Linked DNA regions of Rattus norvegicus: region 1 is linked to region 2. The links are chromatin contacts, called in public Hi-C maps. All regions are on one chromosome and are shown on one strand. The core of a region is the stretch at or near the end of the contact, and the rest is flanking DNA. Distances in the headings are between cores, read along the strand shown. Region 1 overlaps LOC120097909 (a long non-coding RNA gene). Region 2 has its middle 570 kb from the start of Rnf144b.

Region 1 (4,964 bases), core at 217-2,716, 340 kb before region 2:
CCTCTGGCTGTCAGCTCCCACTCTCCTGTATCCCCCACTTTCCACCCCCACCCCACCCCACCCCACCCCACCCCACCCCACCCCACCCTGCACATCAAGGTGCTGCGAGACTAGGCACATCTTCTCCCACTGAGGTCAGACAAGGCTGTCCATTTAGGAGTATGGGATTCACAGGCAGGCAGGTAGGCAACAGGCTCAGGGACAGCCCCTGCTCCAGTGTTTGGGGGACCCGCATGAAGACCAAGCTGCTCATCTGCTACATACGTGCAGGGGGCCTAGGTCAGCCCGTGTATGCTCTTTGGTTGGTGATTCAGTTTCTTGGAGCCCCCAGGGGTCCAGGTTAGTTGACTGTTGGTCTTCCTGTGGGGCCCCTGTCTTGAGGCAAGCTTTTTACTCATTGAACACCCCCCTCCCCCGTCCTCAGGCTAGTTATCAGTGGTCATTTCATGCCACTGGGGGCCACTTCTTCTAAGTTCTTTCTTTCTTTAAAGAATTATTTACTTATGTGTATGAGTACACAGTAACTGTCTTCAGACACACCAGAAGAGGGCATCAGATCCCATTACAGATGGTTGTGAGCCACCATGTGGTTGCTGGGATTTGAACTCAGGACCTCTGGAAGAGCAGTCAGTGCTCTTAACCGCTGAGCCGTCTCTCCAGGCCCTGCTTCTAAGTCCTTTATAAATTGTTGCTCCATGGTCATTAGTTCCCAAGTGGGGAGAAGAAGGCCAATAGTCTTTCCAGTCTCTAATCAGGTCACCACGAAGGAGCGTATCCCTCACAACCACTGAGTTATTACCAAGACAAGAAAAACTCAAAGTTTTAACCATCATAACCAAAGGAAAGGGCTTTAGTCTGGGCAAATGCCCAGCTGCTAAGAGCACTTGGTGGTCAAGACAACCTGAGTTTAGTATGACTGGAGGTTCCTTATCACTTGATAACTCCAGTTGTGGGTATACACATGTGTCATCCACACACACACACACACACACACACACACACACACACACACACACACATTTTTTTTTTTTGGTTCTTTTTTTCGGAGCTGGGGACCGAACCCAGGGCCTTGCGCTTCCTAGGTAAGCGCTCTACCACTGAGCTAAATCCCCAGCCCCACACATACATTTTTTAAAAGAAGAGATATTTGCTGTCCAATAAGTGCTTTGCACATAAAACACATCTGACTTGTCTGACTTTCAGGATGTTTACTCTTGGATAATGCCTATAGTCAGTAATTTGTAAATTTTTATAAAAGGTCATGAAACTTTGCGCTCACGTGACTGACAGTGCTGTGTCTCCAGGACAACAAAACTTGCCCCCGGGGAATGAAAAGATGACCTGCACATGCGTTTCGTTGCCATGACAGCAAGCAAAACAAAAACGACTGCTTAGTGTTTCTATTGGCCGTGTGGGTGATAGTGTAGGCACGCCCATTCACTTTGATTTCAAGCACACAGCACTACCAAGATGCACTGTGTGCTGTGCAAACCCAGTTTGGTGGTCCTGGGCTGGTTACTGCTAGTCGTGGGAATCACTCTTGCTCTCTAAATTAGAGTTCACCTTTCTTACGGTCTTGTTATGTCACCCAGGGCAGCTGGGACTCTCACTGTAACCCAGATTGCCCTCAAACTCGTGACCCTTTGCCTCAGACCCCCTCATCCCCAAGCACTGTGCTTAGAAAAATCTTCCACTCTACCCAGCTTGACTTTCTTATTTCTTAAGTTAAGAAATTTCAGAGTATGGTTCCAGGGACAGAGCTACAGATGTGCTTGTTAAATGGCTTCGGTGTTAACTTGTGAATTTCCATTAAGAGCAGTCGTTTAGAGTCTGGAAGATGGCGAAGCGAAGAGCATTGCTCAATGTTGATTTGTCAAAAGATTACAGTTTAGCCCTTGAGATAAATGTTTCCCAAAATAACAGCTTTTGGGAAACTTTGAGCCCCGTTTGAGTCCTCGCTCGAGAACTAAGAGGCCTTTCATATTCCGGGGGCAGAATCCCGAGTACCAACAGAAACAAGAAGCCCTCAGTCCCCCTCACTCCGCCTGGGGACCCGTGGCACTATTATTAGCACGGCATACAAAATAGATTTGGTAAACACTGGAGACGTCCTGCCAAGGACCATCTCAGAGACATATGGTCTTTTGTAAGTGCCACAATCGTTGCAAACAAGCGAGATGTCCTAATTAAGAGGGAGCTCTTGTCAGACATCTTGTTCTAAAATTTACCATTGAGCTTCTGAAACACACAGGCAGAACTTCAGAGGTTGGGCAAAACACCAGTGCCTTTTCCCAGGGAGATGATGGTTCAACTAGAGGGCTGCCATCTCGACTTTCACCACTAGAGGGAGCGCGACTACGTGGAATCAGCCAGGAGTCGCCTTCAAGGGTCCAATCTGGCTCCCAGGTCTCCCATCAGGATGGACCTTTGATAGCTTTTGGAGACAGTGGGAATGTAGAGAATGAACTCCACCTTTCTTGCTCCGTAGGGTTAGGACATGCGCATTATTTCCTCATGTAACAAACTTCTGTAAGTAGAGTGCACATTTCGCTGAATGACTAAATTCAGCGTGTGTGGGATAAATAGTCATTCTTCCAATTTGCCTTGCCTCGCGTGGGCGCTTGGCTTCTCCCCTCACAGCTCCCTGTTTTGTGTTTAACCATTAAATCTTTGTAATGATTTTTACGGGATAGAGTTGGACTAGTCCAGGATTCTGAAAAGGTCTTCCCAAATACTTTTTCTGTGTTGCCTTGACAGAGCGTTAACTTTTTCCAGGTAAGGGACCTGACCTTGAGTTACACAGTTCCTGTTCCCGGCAGAAACGCTGCTGAGAGTCCGTGATTGACAAGAGTGGCGGACGAATGGCTTTCTTTTCATGGGGGCGGGGGGGGGGTGGCGCCCATGAAGAATGGGACACAGTTTTGATGCTCAAAGTGTCTAACCATGTTTCCTCAACATATTGTCTTATATGTATACATATATGTATATATTCCTAAATAAGAAAATGCAACCTACTCAGTAGTGCTACTACTTGTGGGTCGGTTTTCTGAGCTGACCGTTGCTAATGATTAACCAGTTGGCATGCTCTTCCCCGGGGAGCCTATTTCTCAGCTCCCAGCATTCCTTGGTTGCCTGTGGCTCTTTTTGTTGAATTGCAGGCTACTAAGGCTGAGCCTCCTGAGGCCTCCTGGGATTCCTTCCTTCCACATAAGCATGTCCACCGGTGTCAGCCTTGATTATCTCCAGTTTAGGCTCCTGTATGTATGTGTGAGCATAACAGAAATCAGAATAGTGGTGGGTCAACGAAATACTCTAAAATAAGCATTACCCCGTTCTTTCTCATTGTAAGCACCTCCCCAATATATGTACAGGGAAAGGGGGGTGGTTCCTAAGGGAATGGCTTTACCAAAAGACACTGGGTTAGACAGCGGCTTTTTGTGGACGATAATACTTCATATTTATTTAGTTTTTGCTATTTGGCAGTTTCATAATGCTTCTGACAAACTTTACTTATTTCACCCCTTACTCCCCTCTCTCCTCCTCCTTCCCCAACTGAAACCTTCCAACAAGTCCCCCTCCTACCTTTGAATCTTGTGTGTGTGTGTGTGTGTGTGTGTGTGTGTTCCTGCTTGTGTGCACCACTGGGTTTAATTAGGGATGTTTGTATGAGCATAGTCCAACTTATTTATCATTCATCTATCTACCTATCTATCTATCTATCTATCCATCCATCCACCCACCCACCACCCACCCATCCACCCACCCACCCACCCATCCATCATCCATCCATCCACCCACCCACCCACCCATCCATCATCCATCCATCCACCCACCCACCCACCCATCATCCATCCATCCATCCATCCACCCACCCCCACCCACCCATCCATCATCCATCCATCCACCCACCCATCCATGTATAGACATTTTCACTCACTGAACCTGGAGCTCATTGGTTAAGTGTCTTAGATGGGTGGCCTGAGTGTCAAGCATTTGAATCACTGAGCTCTCTCCAGAGCCCCTAAAACCATTCTTGCTCTAAGGGAAGGGAAATCTGATGTCAAGGTGTTGAGAACAAGACTCAGGTCTCTTGGCCTGAGTCCATTCTGTTCCACGATGCAAATGGGAACAAGAGAGATTGCTGATCTTAAAAATAGCTCGTTCTCCCAAATTCTAAAGCCAAATTAAGTACCGTGACTCTGGAAGGGATTTCTAAGTCAGAAAATGAGCAAGACATACACAAAAGAAGGCTCTCACACAGACGAGAATTCTAACAGGGGGCAGGACTCCCTTGGAAAGAAGGCTTATATCTTGCTTTTGAATGAACCACAGGGAGAACTGTGGATGGGGAGGACATAAGGATCACACTAAAGGTGCTGGATTTAATATACTTCTTCTTTAACATGAAGAATGTGTGTCCTGGTTAGGTTTTTGTCAGCGGAACACCAGCTGGCAGTTGTCTGGGAAGAAGAAACTCAGTTGAGAAAATGCTTCCCTCAGATTGTCTGTAGCAAGACCATGGTGCAGTGAGGACCCAGCTGACTGGGAGCAGTAACCATCACTGGGCCAGATGGTCCTGGGTGCCGTGACAAAGCAGGCTGGGCAAGCCAGTAGGAAGCACTCCTTTGTGGTACTACTTCAATTTCTGCCTCTAGATCCTGGCTTCGAGTTCCCGGCCTGACTTCTCTTCGTGGTGACTATACATCGGAGGATAAAATGAACCCTATTCTTTCCGAGTTGTTCACGGTCATTTCTCCTTCACTGCAACGGAAATCAAGCTAGAATAATGTGAACGTATCAACACCTACCACAACCATCATTATCTTAGTAACAGATTTGCGGCTCCGTTTGGTGAGACTACACATTTAATTCCGCCAGTGCTGGTTCCCACTAAGCTCTTTGTGAATCTAACGGGATTATCAACACTGCCTTTGAAAGAGGGAGTCACAGTGATTTCTGGCAAG
Region 2 (5,383 bases), core at 1,893-4,392:
TTTGAGTGGGTTCTGTCAAGCCGCACCAGCATAACAACCTTTCTGTGAGAGAAGACTGAAACGGACATGTATTGGCTTCCTTTCCCAAAGCAGGAAAACTTTTTTCCTCAACAAGAACAAAGGCAGAATAAAAATAAATGAGGCCGGCGGATAGTGGGGCATCCTCCTTGCCTAACTTGCATCCGGGGAATCATTCAACCTGCAATGTTCTCTCTCATGTGACTCCTCTCTCGCTGCTTTGAATACAGAGTGGTATTTTCTGAGAACGGCATTTCCTGAAATGTATTCTGTGGGAATATTTTCATAGGTCAGATTTGGGGAAAGTCCTGCATTGACAAAGAGGTTGACTGGTCCCCTGCTGCACAGCGGTAAATACCCTTTTTAAAACCTCTTGAGCATCTTAGAGACATTTACGTAACAGGTTAAGTTGTAATTTAAAATCTCGGTCAGTATTATTTAGGATTCGCCAATGTTTATGTAAGTGAGAGGAGCATGTCACAGTCAAGTGTCCCTTGGAATATGCTGTAGGAAATGTTTACTAAGACAAAATATTAAAGCCCAGGAGACCCATATATAGTAGTAGCTTGCCCCTGGGAAGCCAAACACCTAATTAATGATGCAGTTTTTAGAATCTTGGGTGAAAGGAAGTAACTTTAGAGGGCTTCGTGGATTATACAGAGCGTTTTGGTTGCTTCCCTAATGTCTGCCACTTTCTATTGAGGCCCTTTCCTCTGAGAAGGCCATCTCCATTGTCACCAGGTGTTCTAGACTGAGCTGTGCCACTCAAAAGTCATACAATAAAGCCTGACCTCTGCCCAGTGTGACTACATTGGCGATACAAAGCCAATTACTGTTAAACAAAGTCCCGAGGATGGAGACCCAACCCAGCAGTGCTGGCATCCCTAGGAGATTAACCAGAGACACCAGAGAGGACTATGTTCAGAGCAGGGAAGGTCATGAGAGGACACAGTGAGATGGAAACCACCTTTAACCCCAGGGAAATAAAAAGGCCTTGGGAAAAATCTAGAACGGCAACATCTCAATCTCAGATCTCTAGTCTCCAGAGCTACACAAAATTAAATTTCTGTAGACTAAGCCTTGTAGTATAATATTCTGTTATTGCTAGTAAAGTAATTTTGTCATACATGCCCTGGCTGTGCTAAATCATGAGTAACTGACACCACGACCCCACGAGTGTTGTCTCCCATAACCACTTGTCTCATGGTTTTTCCCTGGACATACCGGGGGGGGGGGTGCTCCTGTAACTCAATCCAAAGTGGATTTGTTTTCTAGCAGAGAAGCATGCTGTCTTATCTCTCACGTGTATAGCTGCAGCACCGTGGACCAGTGCCCTGCAAAGCTACCAGAGGAAGAAGAATGCCAAAGAAATGCGTTTGGAGTTCCGACCAATTCATGCCGGAAGTCCGAGCTTTTCAATCATGTGAACTAATGAGTCTCCTGGATGGTTCACACAGCGTTGTTTCCTTTCCTTTATTAGTGGTGCGCCCTGATGTGCAGGTTACCAGGGGCCCTCGGCAAACTGAACTCTGGCCCCAAAGAAGGCTCCCAGGAAGCTGTTGGTACCCAGGTGACTGGGTGTCCAAGTTGCCATTTCCAAGTTCCTCGGTGGGAAATTCGGTTTGTGCTTCGTTCTCGGTATTTATATTCAGATAAATAAGAAATTTATAATCACGTATGCGGCACATAAAGCTCAATGTTAAAATACTCAGTTTTGTTTCAGATCCACCTGGCTGTGCTGGCACAACGACTCTCACAATCTTTTTTCCTTCTATGGCTCCTGGTTAGAGTTGACCGAAAGCAGCATTTGCACCATTAGGAAAGTAGAATGGAGACAGTTAGCACCCAGGTGAGGAGTTCAGTCATGATTAGATGCTTCGAGAGCCAGAGAGGAGACAGGCAGTTCCGTGCCCTCTTTGTCCTGTTCCCACTTCCTAGAGACCCTCTGCTTTTGCTAACCTGCGCTAACCTCAGCTTGATCACCAGAGGCAGAGGCAAGATTCTCCTGCTGACTGCACCAGGTCTTCCTGACACTCACCTCAGGCTGGGCGTGCCTGACCTCATTCCCTGCCTTCTCCTGCAAGCTCCTACAAGTTCATTTGCTCCACTCCCCCCCACCCCAGGGCTGATGGGGGCGGGGTTCTCTGTACCCCTAGCCCTTCCTCAGCCTCTCACTCCCCCAACTTCTTGGGTGTGGCTCTGCTTCTATAAATAATATAGGCTTCACTCTATTCTTAGTGGGCTGGCTGTCCTGACAGACCTCTGACACACACACATATGCCTTCTGAAACAGCAACGGAACAGGGAAAGAGAGAGAGTCTGAGTGGGAAAGAACGATGCTTTAAATAACACACCCACGGGGTTCGCACCTAGAAAAAGGCATGGCAACACAGAGCTGAGGGGGTAAGGAAAACAATTGTAAAATTCATTCTAAAGTACACGAAGACCATTCAAATAATAATCAGAATTATGAAAGATTTGGCTCCAGCTACGCTACTAACTACACATCTTAAAATGGTACACAAACATAATAACCACAGAAAATGCTGTGTGATTTTCTTTAGCGCCTTCCCTCCTAAGTTGCATTTTCTAAAACCTTATGGTATCTTGCTGGGGCAGAAGAAGAAAAAAAATTCAAGGCCGAGATTGTTCTGTCAGCTTTTCAGAGGAAAAGGGGCTCTGTAGGTATGCACCACAGGAGCGACATGCACATTGCTCTGCTGACTGCTGGAGCTTAGCCATCTACTTTCCTGAACATAGGGCTCCCTCCAGTTCTACCTTGTCTTTGCAAGAGCTGCTGTAGAAAATAAATACCAGGAGTGTAAGCAAAGCAAGAGAGGGAGTCGGCCCCCAAGAAGCAGAAAGCGGTGGTGGTGGTGGTGGTGGTGGTGATGATGATAAAAGAAACTCCCCCTCTGGGATTCACAGAGTCCCATTTCTTCTTGGTTTTAGACGGGGATCTGCACTCAGTTATGTACTCCAGAGAGACGAAATCCTCTAACCAAACAATGCGCTAACAGGGGACCCTGCGCTCCTGTGTTTTTCTGCAGTGGCTCCAAGGAGTCGGTTTCCTGGCAACCTGCCATGGTGCCTTTCTCGCTCCGAAGCATCATTGGCCTCTAGGGGGAGCCCATCGGCCGTCAACCTCTGAGGAGCTCCTCAGGGCTGGCTGGCTGGCCCTTGCAGAGCAGTTAGGGCAGCAGCCAGAATAAGGTTATGGCAAGGCGTAGGCATTTGATAAATTGGTATTTCGGGCCTCCTGGGCAGTGGGCAGCTTCCTGGTGGACAATTGCTGATTTTCTAGACTTTGAAGCTAAAAACTGTGTAGGAGACAGAGGTCTTCTGGTTTTGGATCTTGGCTAATAGAGGTCTTCCCTATCTAACGATCACAGGCCAATAAGCATCCGGTTTGGCGGTGAAAACGTCTCTCTCACTTCTGGTTTGTCTTACTAAAAGCTGATTAGTCATGAGTTGAACTGTCTAATGACTTAAGACAATCTAGCAATGCAAAATGTTCTCCATTTCGTACACCTATTTTCTGCCTCTAAAGATTTCTTGGAGAAAGAAGTCGTTTAAACAGGAAAATAAGGTGAGCAAGCCTTTTCAGTTTAACGAGAAAGCTTGTGCACCCGGAGGACCACCGGAAGAGGAATTTGTTTTTCCGTGGGTACTACGTCCCAGCACTACATTCCCAAGCTATCATTCTCCCCAACCCTCTATGTATGTACACTTTGCAACTTAAATCAGGCCAGAGAACAGACCCCAAGGGCTGAAAGGAGAAAGCACCCTGCCTTCCTCTCATAAGAACACCAGCCCCGGGGGCTGGTACCAGGCCAGGCCAATCGACAAGGTCAGCGCTTGGGAAGAACCTTGGTCTTCTCCCTAGCTTCTTGGTTTGGTTCTTTTTTTTTTTTTTTTTTTTTTTTTTTCCGGAGCTGGGGACCGAACCCAGGGCCTTGAGCTTCCTAGGCAAGCGCTCTACCACTGAGCTAAATCCCCAACCCCCCCTTGGTTTGGTTCTTAACACATTCATTTCCTATTTTGAAATTATAGAGGTGATGGGTTGAGGTAAATAAACTGAAAATCATCAGTCAAAAGTCTAATATGGTGTTCTTTAAGCGTTTAGTTCTTCCAAAGGTAGAGGAAGGGACTAGTTATACTAGGGAAATCCTGTAATGGTTTTTCTGATGGTAACACTGCTTATATGTGCTTATTATCCCCCTGTTATTCTACACAGCTTCAACCTACAATAGAACAGGTGGTCTATGTTGTCTTCTTATCTCAGAATCCTAGTGAGCACAGTGGTATACTGCTTCCACACTTTCATGGAGTGAAAGTCCAACCTCCCACCTCCGAGAATGTATATACCAGACTGCTTACCTACAGTCTGAAATTGAAGGGTACAGGCATTCATATTTTAGGAAAAAAGTCTCTTAAATGCTTGCTTTCCCCATTCCTTTTATGGTGACTTGCCCATAGGAACAGAAATCCATCTATGTCATGGTGCCATCAGGGACTCAGAGGACCTTTCAGCTCTTGGAAAACCAGGCAAAGGCTACATGTATGAGTGAGTGGCAGCAAATATTTCAGACCAGCAAGAGGGAGGTAATAAACATGCTAGATTTCTGTAATGGCGTCTACATCCAAATCTGTTCAAAATGTAGTGAACAACGGAGCATGAGGTGCCCAGCTCTGGTAATCCATCTACAACACAACTCCTGCACCTAAGGCCCAGGGACCATCACAGAAGAGGGGGTAGAAGGACGGTCAGAACCAGAGGACCGGGATGTCTGCAGCAGGATAGCATCTTCTGTATATGATAGGAAAGCTGTGCCCATGACATCTCAACAGTATGATTGCCTACACATGCCCTGCATAATAGCGAAACCCGTTGATGTATCAATGTGGATGGGGGAAATCCTACAGGGTTCCTCCCCCTAGGTGAAGTGCTCTAGGCAATTGAAGGCTTCCTATAGAGGAAGAATGGATCTTCTCCAGCAATAATTCAACTAATAGGTTATTAGCCCTAAGAGCAGCGCTAAAAGGACTTAGTGTGTGTGTATACATTTACACTTGTATACATATATGTATATAAACACATGCATGTAAGAAAATATAACAAAGAAGAGGTCATGAATTGGAGAGGGAGTTGGGGGTCTTGATAGGAAATGGAGGGGGAAAAGGGTAGGGAAGGTGAGGGTGAGGCACACCCCTCTGTGAACAGTGCCTCTGGTCTTCGCCTGGTGATGGGGAAGGAGTATCTATTAGCTGTGTGCTTTTTAAAGAGGGGACAACCTGGCTGCCTTTCTAGATGACTACGATCCTCTCCTTGTGTCCCCATGAAAGAAGTGGAGGCATATCAAAA

What was found. Hi-C and Micro-C count contacts between places; a contact is called where the count stands out from the background.
Region 1: a Hi-C map of Schwann cells shows a contact between it and region 2, with 15 times the contacts expected there. The contact joins two enhancer-like sites. A contact is called at or near these places in 6 of 12 Hi-C or Micro-C datasets (Schwann cells, frontal cortex, hepatocytes and 3 more).

Annotation. Positions count from the first base shown.
Region 1 is chr17:17,532,128-17,537,091 of GRCr8, reverse strand. All of the region lies in intron 1 of LOC120097909 (a long non-coding RNA gene), which reads right to left. Among named protein-coding and RNA genes, the nearest start is that of Rnf144b, 230 kb to the left of the region's middle. Within about 2 kb of position 1,466, at least 6 of the 93 cell types and tissues checked have an H3K27ac peak or open chromatin away from gene starts, as enhancers often do. A contact at or near this core is called in Schwann cells, where this site is marked.
Region 2 is chr17:17,195,745-17,201,127 of GRCr8, reverse strand. No RefSeq gene overlaps it. Among named protein-coding and RNA genes, the nearest start is that of Rnf144b, 570 kb to the left of the region's middle. Within about 2 kb of position 3,142, at least 5 of the 93 cell types and tissues checked have an H3K27ac peak or open chromatin away from gene starts, as enhancers often do. A contact at or near this core is called in Schwann cells, where this site is marked.